2 separate regions of the Mus musculus genome follow, and region 1 is linked to region 2. Evidence: chromatin contacts called from public Hi-C data. All regions are on one chromosome and are shown on one strand. The core of a region is the stretch at or near the end of the contact, and the rest is flanking DNA. Distances in the headings are between cores, read along the strand shown.

The links. Hi-C and Micro-C count contacts between places; a contact is called where the count stands out from the background.
Region 1: a Hi-C map of liver shows a contact between it and region 2, with 2.5 times the contacts expected there. The contact joins two enhancer-like sites. A contact is called at or near these places in 9 of 484 Hi-C or Micro-C datasets (the C10 cell line, Sertoli cells, embryonic stem cells and 4 more) and 1 of 115 datasets of contacts at active chromatin or transcription factors (embryonic stem cells).

Annotation. Positions count from the first base shown.
Region 1 is chr15:56,043,550-56,048,672 of GRCm38.p6, reverse strand. No RefSeq gene overlaps it. Among named protein-coding and RNA genes, the nearest start is that of Gm46516, 120 kb to the right of the region's middle. Within about 2 kb of position 1,597, at least 30 of the 459 cell types and tissues checked have an H3K27ac peak or open chromatin away from gene starts, as enhancers often do. A contact at or near this core is called in liver, where this site is marked.
Region 2 is chr15:55,882,345-55,887,267 of GRCm38.p6, reverse strand. All of the region lies in intron 1 of Sntb1 (syntrophin, basic 1), which reads left to right. Among named protein-coding and RNA genes, the nearest start is that of Sntb1, 22 kb to the left of the region's middle. Within about 2 kb of position 2,752, at least 9 of the 459 cell types and tissues checked have an H3K27ac peak or open chromatin away from gene starts, as enhancers often do. A contact at or near this core is called in liver, where this site is marked.

The DNA of each region.
Region 1 (5,123 bases), core at 348-2,847, 160 kb before region 2:
GATCACTGTCTTTTTAAAATGTATTGAGGTAAATTTCTTAAAATATCTTATAATGAGAGTAGAATTATGAATTTGTCCTTTGTAGTACTGGGCTCTTGCTTTCTTCTTTGCAAAGCTACATTATTAAATTTGTAAAATACCCCTGAGTATTACATACTTTTACTTTGTCAGCATTTACCAGGGTCAAACTTCTCAGATTTTAGTTTATTATTTCATTTTTTTACCTAATGTTAATAATGCTAAATTATCTTTAGTTTTAATATTAATTTCTTGGTGTGTTTTTTACTCAGGCCATTTTACAGAAACTAACCGTACTGTTTTGCGACTTGGATATGTCTTTTACAGTGAACATATAAGTGGACTTTTTCTGGAATAAAGGTATATTCATTCAACAATTAACGGTGAGTGTATCTTATCATCTGAGGCTGCAGCTAGTTGTCCTGGGGATTCCCTATAATCTCTAAGGAGGCCCACAGACTCACCTGATTTAACCTGGATTTCTTTCCTTATCCAGAAACTGACCAGGACCTACAGTAGTGTGGACTTTTCTGAACTTTCTTCTCCATCTTCCTTGATATCATCTATTATTTGTACTTTGATTTCATTTTTAGGTACAAGGTTTTAGTAATTACTTATTCTGTTGAATCAGCAAATTTTTCAATTAGAATCGCCTCATCTTGTTTGTAAAGATAAGTTTAATTAATGCTAGGTCATTTCATCCATAAAAGCTTCTTAAATGAATATACATAAACTACAACGGAGACATGGAGACAGAAGGCCTAAATGACTCCCCTCCTTCTGAAGTAGCTTCTATGTCCCCCAGTATACCTCCTGAACTGTGGCAGGAGTCTCCAGTGTCATGACACAGGCAAGCCACATACTAAACCTGGGGAGTCCCCCCGGAGAGTGGTAGCCAAGCTCAGGTAGGACAGCCAAGAAGCACAAGCTGTAGCTGCCTACTAATCAAAGAAGTTGTAATTGTTTTAAAATATGTTAGGTCATTTCATTAAAAATTAACGTTAACTGTTGGCCTGAATCCAGAAGAGTGGGAAAATGCACTGTAGGGTGATAGTCCTAACACTTTACCCAGAGGTTCTCATGACTCTGTCCTAAGATCAAGAAAATCCCTATGGCTTAGAGACTTTGAGCCACTGGGTACACAGACAGAAACTGAATAAAGACCACTTTCCTCAAATAATGATGAGTTTAGTACAACCCAACACTTACAGTAATCGTTCAGATGGGACAAATCTTTACCATCCTCTAAAACCTGCCGCAAAGGGCCATGGGATTCTCTGCTGTAACACAGAAGAACTGCGAAGGTTATTCCACTGGCTTTCGTGGGTATTAATCCTACCCTGTTTAGTCTCTTCAGCTGGTAGGAGCCCTTTGGGGGCACGTTAAGATAGCACAAACGCACAGCCCTTCTCAAGAATATATATCACATACATATATTTTCACCACTAAAGTCTTATCATATGATCCGCCCTCTCTGAAGTAAGTCTGTTCTACCTGTGGGACCATTGGTATTCAGGGAAACAAACACCAAACACCCTAGGGCTTCACTTTGTCCGGTGTTACCACCTGGTGCCAATAGATGGCAGCAATACCAAGGGACTGCGTAGCCATGGCCGCGGGGAATGTTTTGTGTTACCTTTTCAGTCTAGGTTGTTTTGGTTTTAAGGGCTCAGATCTGTGCCCAGGAAAACATGGTGGTGGGTAGATAAACAGCCTGGAAAATCCTCTCTATTGTCTCACTTCATGTCTTCTCCCACTGTTTCCTGCCAGAGAACTGCTTTCTGGGGTCAAAATTCCCTCTAGGCAGAGTGTGAGGAAATACTAATACATTGCCATCTTCTGTCGGTCTAACACTAGAGTTTGATTGTTCTAATGATACAAGAAGGATAAAAACCTACTGGAGCAAAGAGTCTGTGTCACGTGGTTTGTGCGAGCATATTTGAAGGCGCCTTGGACAATACGATCCCTCTCCCCCTCCCCCTCCCTTCCCCCCCTCTCCCTCTCCCCCCACCCCCCCCCCCTCTCTCTCTCTCTCATATTTTTTTTCTAACTTTAGCCCAGATTGCTTCATTCAGGAGGACTTAAAATTGCTCACCTTACATAAACTCAAGGATAACGCACAAAAGGGAAGAAAGGGGGATTCCCATTGATGAGATTTGAACTAGATAAAATATCTGAAGACTTTCCTGGGAGAAGAAGAAAAATAAAAGGAAAAAGGAAAAAACAGTGGGTTGTCCTAAAGGAACCAACTTCCACTGAGCTGGGTAGAGTTCTCTTGACCAATAGTCGGCTCTGGTTGACTAATGAGAACAGAAAGGACATGATAACACAGCTGCCACAGAAGCAGAGACACAAACCCCACTGCCCTGTCTTCTTCATCAGTAATCAAGATGGTTTCTGAAGCAGAAGGAAGTTCTTCAAGGAACTGGTAGGCCTTGACAATGAAGTCCTTATCTTGACGTGGGCAATAGGGGTATTTCTGGTACTTTTGAGTATAATCTAATATTAGCCAAAATAGCTACCCGTCAAAGACAATGCTGCTAAGCATAGCTTCCCTTTTATTATTTTTGCATTCATTTTACCCAAATTCTGTTTTCTCACCTCAAGTGACCCCTCAAAGAATGCTCTATAGGAACCGAAAAGCCCAGTCTGAATCAGACCTACCTTGTTTCATGTATCGTTTTGTGTTTGTAATAAGCTTAGCCCAGATACTGTGTCTCTTTAACTCTAGGCCTGCCATTGTGTGTTGTTAGTAGACCAGAGTTCAGAGCTCGCTCACTATCACGCAAAATACATTTAATAATCATGGTATACAATCTGATAAGCAAGCCATCTTTCAAATGGACCCGAGTGTCCTCCAAAATGCACTTTTCCCTCTGGACTGTTCAGCTCAGGATCCACTGAGCTCATTGGTGTCAGTCTCCCCTGTCCTTGGGGGTTCATAGTACTTCCCCTTGGCCTTCTGCCATGCACGTGTTCCTCTGTCCTGAAAAGAAAATGGAAATTTTGGGCCATAGAACGTTTCAAATAATAGGTGCACTGATGCTATACTGTCAAATAATTTATTCTTCTGTGACCATGCACAATTAATACAAACGTGTGATTAGAGTACAGAGTTTATTCTCTGTGTAGGGAGGATCTGACCCCGTTTCAGTTGTATTTGTCTCAGGACTCCCATGATTCCAGCTCTCCCCACTTGCTGATGTTAGAACTGATCAGTGAGCAGGGAAAATGTTCATCTGATAAGCCTCCATGGTCAGGGTTCCTGTCACTCATTAGTTAGTGGTCCATGGATGATCATTGTCTAGGTCCAGCATCCTTTAGAATTAGCAAAGTGGAGACATTCTATGTCGTTCCTGCAAAATCTGTTAGCCAGAAGAATTTGAAGGAAGAGTTTCCCCCTCCTCAATTGAGTGATATAAAACAAAAGAAAAACAAATAAGCGGTACGATAAATGCTCTACTCTTTATTTTTTTTTTTTTTCCAAAGAGTAGGTTGCTGCCCAACACCCTCCCAAGGACCTTTGCTCTTTCCCATTTTCCATATTTGGTGCATTAAATGTTGGGGCTTCTTCTCTCCATCTCGAGCCAGTGGGGCTTCTTGAGGTTAACACATATTCTGATCATGATTTCACATTCATCACAAATATTTTCTGCCCCACCTATAGAATCTATCACTTTTCCAAGGAACCTGATTCCTTTCAGACAGAAACAAAATATAGACTTCATGTTCCCAGAACCCAGAGTTTCTTTCTCTCAGAACAGACACACTTACTGGTTTCCCCAAAAGACATACTGAGGAAATGTGTAATTTTTATAAAGAATAGCGCATGCTATATATAGACTCATGCCACCTCTTTTCAGTAGAAATAAAGATTAGTGAATTTTTAAACTCATTAAACTCATTTTTTTTACTTTAATGTTATTTATTTATTCTAGGAATCTCATCCTCTAAAAATGCTAATTTAATTACTTCGTCATTTTTATCCCAATCTAAATGGCAACACTAGTCCTAATAATTATGTAACTGTTGTCACTGGTAACTAGCCAACATAACTCAATCTAAAACCAAGCAAAACAAAACAAGCCTTGAACCTCTTTGTATTCTTAGAATCAGAGTCAGTCTCCCTAGACAAGATGTACAATCTTATTTGCTTATTTGGAGATTTGTATCTGAAAGACATTCAAAGCAATTTTGGTGATTATTGTAAAATAGAATTTATATCTAGTAAGGTTTCAGAGACTAGCAGGCTCTGCTATGCTGTTTTCTCTTTTACTTGGGTTAGTTAAGAAGTTGCCTAAGTTAAGGTAAAGAGCTGGAGAGGTGACTCAGTGGTATAGATTGCTTGATCCTCTTCCGGAAGGCCTGAGTTTGATTTCTGGTACATATTGAGCAGCACACAAACACCTAAAAACCCAGCTCCAGGTGATCTGCACATACATGTGTGTGCACACACACACACACACACACACACACAGAGAGAGAGAGAGAAAGAAATCTATTTCTTTCATATCCCAGATTTCATATTCTTTCCATCTCATGACGTGTAACCAATTTTTAAAGAATTTGTGATTTACCCTACTAGTATAAATAAATGTATATACTTGTATGTTCTCCTTTCTAAGTCTAAGCTATATCACACTATAAACATTTATACATTGCTATACATCTTACATTTGCTGCTTCACGTCCTGGATGCTATACTCACGTCACTAAATATAGAAAAGTCCTTTCTCCTTCCACAGCTATACTCTGTGCCACTATGTGGATGTTACAGTGTTTTAACTACTTTCACCTTGGTTGACGATCAGGTTGCTAATTATTGCTCTATATTTTCTTGATTAAAACCTCCTCGGAGCCCTGCCAACTCGAGTAAACGTTATTACTAACATTTACTATAGAAGCAAGCTACTGCATATGCAGTTAAGGACTTGACCAGCGTCATAAGTTGAGAAAGGAATGGGCAAAATTTAAATTCTCCTCTCATGTTACCTCTGTTGAAAATGTCGAGGTAATATCAACTGTAGTTAGAATATCTGGGAGCTAGATGTGGAAAGGACACACATGCCTTAAGGTAGACTGTGAAGTAAAACTTAGCCAAAGTT
Region 2 (4,923 bases), core at 1,503-4,002:
GTACACTGGCAGTAACCAACCTCTCCAGTTGGGCTTAAGACCTACTCAACACGATGGAAGACAGGCCTGGACACCTAGCCAATAGTGCAGTGCTCGTAAGGATGAGGTTACTGGAGGAGAATCTACAACTGCCACTTTACTAAACCAAACTAATTTCTAACAACAGTATAAACCGTTTGTCCTTAATACCCACAGATAAATGTAACCCTCACCCCATATCAAGGAAACAGCTCTTTGCATCAGATGGAGAGCACTTCAGAAAACTTACAACAAATGAAAATTCAGAGTAGGGAAGACCAGTTCCAATGGACACGTCTATAAAACCCCCCTGCAGCTAAGACTCAGAGGAAATGGAAGAAGAGGGAGCAGGATGATCATAAGGGCCAGAGGGTCAGGGAGTTTGCTGTATGATTGTGTTTCCTAATGTCAGTAGCTATGCTCATACAGTCTCACCATCCTGACTATGTGTCTAACCATGAGCCGGACATCTATTGTGATCTAGAACAATAGACATGTCAAACCTGACTGGGAAAAGCCATCAAGGCTTCAAACACACACGTATGCACACACACACACATACACACAACAAACAAAGCAAACAAACAAGCAAATAAACAAAAACCCTAAGGCAGCTAAGAAATGCAGAGAGCAGGGGAAATAGTCTTCCCCAGTGAAAAGCACACCAGTTGTTTATCCAAAACCAAATAGTTAACCCTGATCATGCATGGTCAACACACATGCAAGTAACATCATACAGATTGAGGAGGTTATAGTTAGTAATAAATATGTATACATATATGTGCATAAAAACAATGAAAAAAGAGGCCATGAATTTAAAAGAGAGCAAGGAGGGGGATATGGGTGGCTTTGTGGGGAAGAAAGGGGAAAGGAGAAATGTATTATAATTATCATTTTTACACTTGATCTTAGCGAAAAGGCTGAGAAGCGATATGATCATAAATTTAATGACCCTAGAATAATTAGGCAAAGCTGAAAAAACATTTGCAAAATCTTTTCAGATTAATGTACAATTAATGATTGTACATCAATCTTTACAATAATCTTTATAATAGGCCCAGTAAGCATGAATTCTCTCCCTCTTAAACTTCCTGTGAAGATGTGTCTGGGTTTTAGAGACCTTTATGCTGAGATCTGAGTCAAAGGCAAAGGGCACCTGTTATCCTCAGTTTTCTTCATAAGTGAAAAGCAAGAGGTAAATATCATAGCTGAATGGAAAAGCAAATTGCATTTTAAATTTTTATGTTGGTTTTCCCACATGAGGGAGGCCCGCAGACTTGTTCAGTCATACAGTTAAAACAGAGGAGACACCTAAAATGTCTACCTGAGGCTTCAACTTTTGAGTGTGTCTATTGAGTGAATATTTTCTATGTTGTTGCGTGAGAACCTGTTAAATAACATTTTTCCATTTATAGCATAGCTTCATATGCGTGATATACCTCATAATATACCATAGCTATACATACTTTTCATATTTATTTGCAATTATTATTGCATCCTATAAAAGTGTCCTAGAGAGTACATTCATTAATGAGATAAAGTTATAATTAGCATTACCCAGTTAATTTAACAGAGGATTTAAAAGGGAGAAATTAGTTCCTAAAACATAAATCTTTGTTATCCACCTAATTTAGCTGTCAATGGGATATAGTCCCAACAGCAAATAATTTCAGTTGTCACTGTAAATCTTTAGGGGCAACATTTCAAGGATTTGGTTATCACTAGGTGTTATGGAATGAGTTGTGCCCAATCCCTAAGTAATATATTGAACTCTGATTCCCTAGTCCCTCAAAAGTTAAACTTAATTGGATGAAGGATTTCTGTAAATGCCGTTAGTTAACATCTTTCTAGACTAGACTATGCCCTTAATCCAATATTACTTATGTGAAGAAGAGATTTGAACTGTGGACGTTCAGGGATGGATACCATGTGAATACATGACTAAGAGAAGATGATGAGTCTTATGCTAGTTATGGGAGGATGCCCTGTGCCCATAGTCTCTGCCAGGGAAGTAGCCCAGTGGACAACCTGCTTGTGCTTCTAGCTGACAGAGCTAGGAAACTATGCATTCCTGTCGATCTGACACTGCTTTGTGATACTTTGCTATCCTAACCATAGAAACAGATACCCCTGACCAAGTCACCACACCAATGAATAGTATAACCATGTATAGGCTGGGGGCCTCTGACCTCTACCTCCCTGAAATAGACTTTCACTTTGGAAATTTCAAGTCCTGTTCATCATTTGCATTGGACTTTCATACAGTCTAGGGAGATTCCATTGCAGTACAATACACATCCAGAAGGGCCTGTAGAATTGACCATAAGTCCCTGGATGAGAATGCATCCAGTCTCTGATCTTTGAAATTCAGAATAAATCACAGATCTAGTAGTGCTGCCACATTCACATTCCCTCTTTTGGTCCTTGCCCCTTGGCTTTGGTAACCCCCTCGACTTATCGCTCAACTTGTTTGTTTGGAAAGTGGAAGAGAAGAGATTCTACAGTTTGTGATGCTGTGATTCTAAATTTAACATTTCTGCAATCAGTGACGAGTTAAGGCATATGTTAGGAACGTTTAGTCTGTCCTTTTTCCTTTCCACTGTCATCCATCAGCAGGTTTAAAACACAAAGCGTGCTCTGCAGCCTCAGCTGCTGGACCTCACCCTCTCTCCTCAGTCTCTGGTTCATTTCTCAAAGGAAACCACTTTGAACAGTTTCCATATTTAGCTCTTCCTGTAGTTACCACCGTCACTTTAATAATGTGCTTAGGCTACATTTCCTTGATCAACCCTAGACATTATCTCCTTGCTCTCTAACACTTGCTACTTTTAAGGGAAGAACCACTGACTCAGCAGACGTGGCTGATAGCCTGCAGGTCAACAGGTCCTATTCAGAGCACCATTCACCGTGGATATGGATCGAGCAAAGAGATTTGGCTTCAAAGGGAAGCTGGGATTAAATATTTCTGCTGGGCACAACACCAGGCAGGAAGAACTTTGCTTTAGTTAGTCAGGCTCACATTGGACCTGCATAGTTATCTCCTCGCTCTCTCTCTCTCCCTCTCTCTCTCTCTCTCTCTCTGTATATATATATATATATATATGTTTATAAGTATAGATAGATATTATATACATATATAATTATAGATAGATGTATCATATATACACATATATATGTATACAATTATAGATGTAGATATAGGTATATAATTATAGATAGATAGATCATATATATAATTATATACATATATATGTATGTATATGTATATATATATATATATGGAGAGGGAGAGAGATAGACACAGAGAGAGAGACAGAGACAGAGAGAGACAGAGAAAGAGAGAGAGAGAGAGAGAGAGAGAGATGGGTAGACAGGCAGATGTCATGGACACTCCTGAATGTATGATCCAGGCAATCCTTAAGATTCCCCCAACCCAAACCATCATTCCCTCTCTTGGTACACATTCCTCTTCTCAGCACCTCTCTGCTGGGTGACAGATTTACACTCTCTCCATCTTCACAGCCAGTGAGCTGCACTCTAGGTCTTTCTCTGATCACCTGAGCATGGTTTTCAAATCTGTAGGTGTTTCTCTATACCCAAGCCCAAGTCCTATTCAAGTATGCTCTACACATGGAGGTCAGAGGTCAACCTGGAATGTCATGCCTCAGGAACTATCCACCTTGGTTTTTGAGACAGGATCGTACCGTGACTTGGAGCTTGCTGTTTAGGCCAGACTGGCTTGTCACATCCAAAGAATCATGACTGTCTTACACACAGTCTCTCTCCTGCTCCCTCCACTTTCCCCTCTCGCTCCCTCCCCCTCCCTCCTCCTCCCTCTCTCTGCAATTTCACCAGTGTGCCACCACACCTGACTTCTTACATCAGTTCTAGGAATCTAACTCAGGTCTTCATGCTTATTTGGCAAGAACTTTACTCGGTGAGCTCTCTTCCTGACCACATTTTACCTCTGTATTTTTATGGTTTCCATTTGACCAGGACAGTTTTACATAATAGAAGGTATTATTCTGTCATTTGCTTGCCCTTCAATTTCTTTGATAAGAGTTCTCATGACTATCTGGATACAACCAAAGCTTAAAGTCCTGACACCTACCCTTTCTTTTTGAAGTGGCCCCAGTGTTTTCCTCAGTGCAGTATACCCAGAGCCCACATGGAAGCAGACATGCACAGAAACTTGATGAATAAGTGCATCATGAATAAATGAACTGACTGAATGGATGGATGAGCCAATATCTCAACAGGTATTGAACCTGCCAGACATGCGCATGTCTCCTACTGACAGGAAAGCTATTTTCTTCCTTCTTAATGGATAAAATCCTAGTCTATGTGTCATTTTTTGTTAAGGTTCCGATCATGATCTCAGATTCAATCAATTTCTTCTTATTTGTAATTCTGGGGTGTTTTAGTCACCTGCATTTGTAGCTCTTTTTTTTTTTTTTTTTGGGTTTTCATCTTTTTTGTATTTGATTTCTTTTTTTTTTTTTTTCATTTTTTTTTAATTAGGTATTTAGCTCATTTACATTTCCAATGCTATACCAAAAGTCCCCCTTACCCACCCACCCCCACTCCCCTACCCACCCACTCCCCCCCTTTGGCCCTGGCGTTCCCCTGTACCGGGGCACACAAAGTCTGCGTGTCCAATGGGCCTCTCTTTCCAGTGATGGCCGACTAGGCCATCTTTTGATACATATGCAGCTAGAGTCAAGAGCTCAGGGGTACTGGTTAGTTCATAATGTTGTTCCACCTATAGGGTTGAAGATCCCTTTAGCTCCTTGGGTACTTTCTCTAGCTCCTGCATTTGTAGCTCTTAATATGTGTGGTGGTTACTTATGAACGTGTTGTGTGTTATCAAATGGGGACACTTGACAGCAATGAAGACTCACTTCC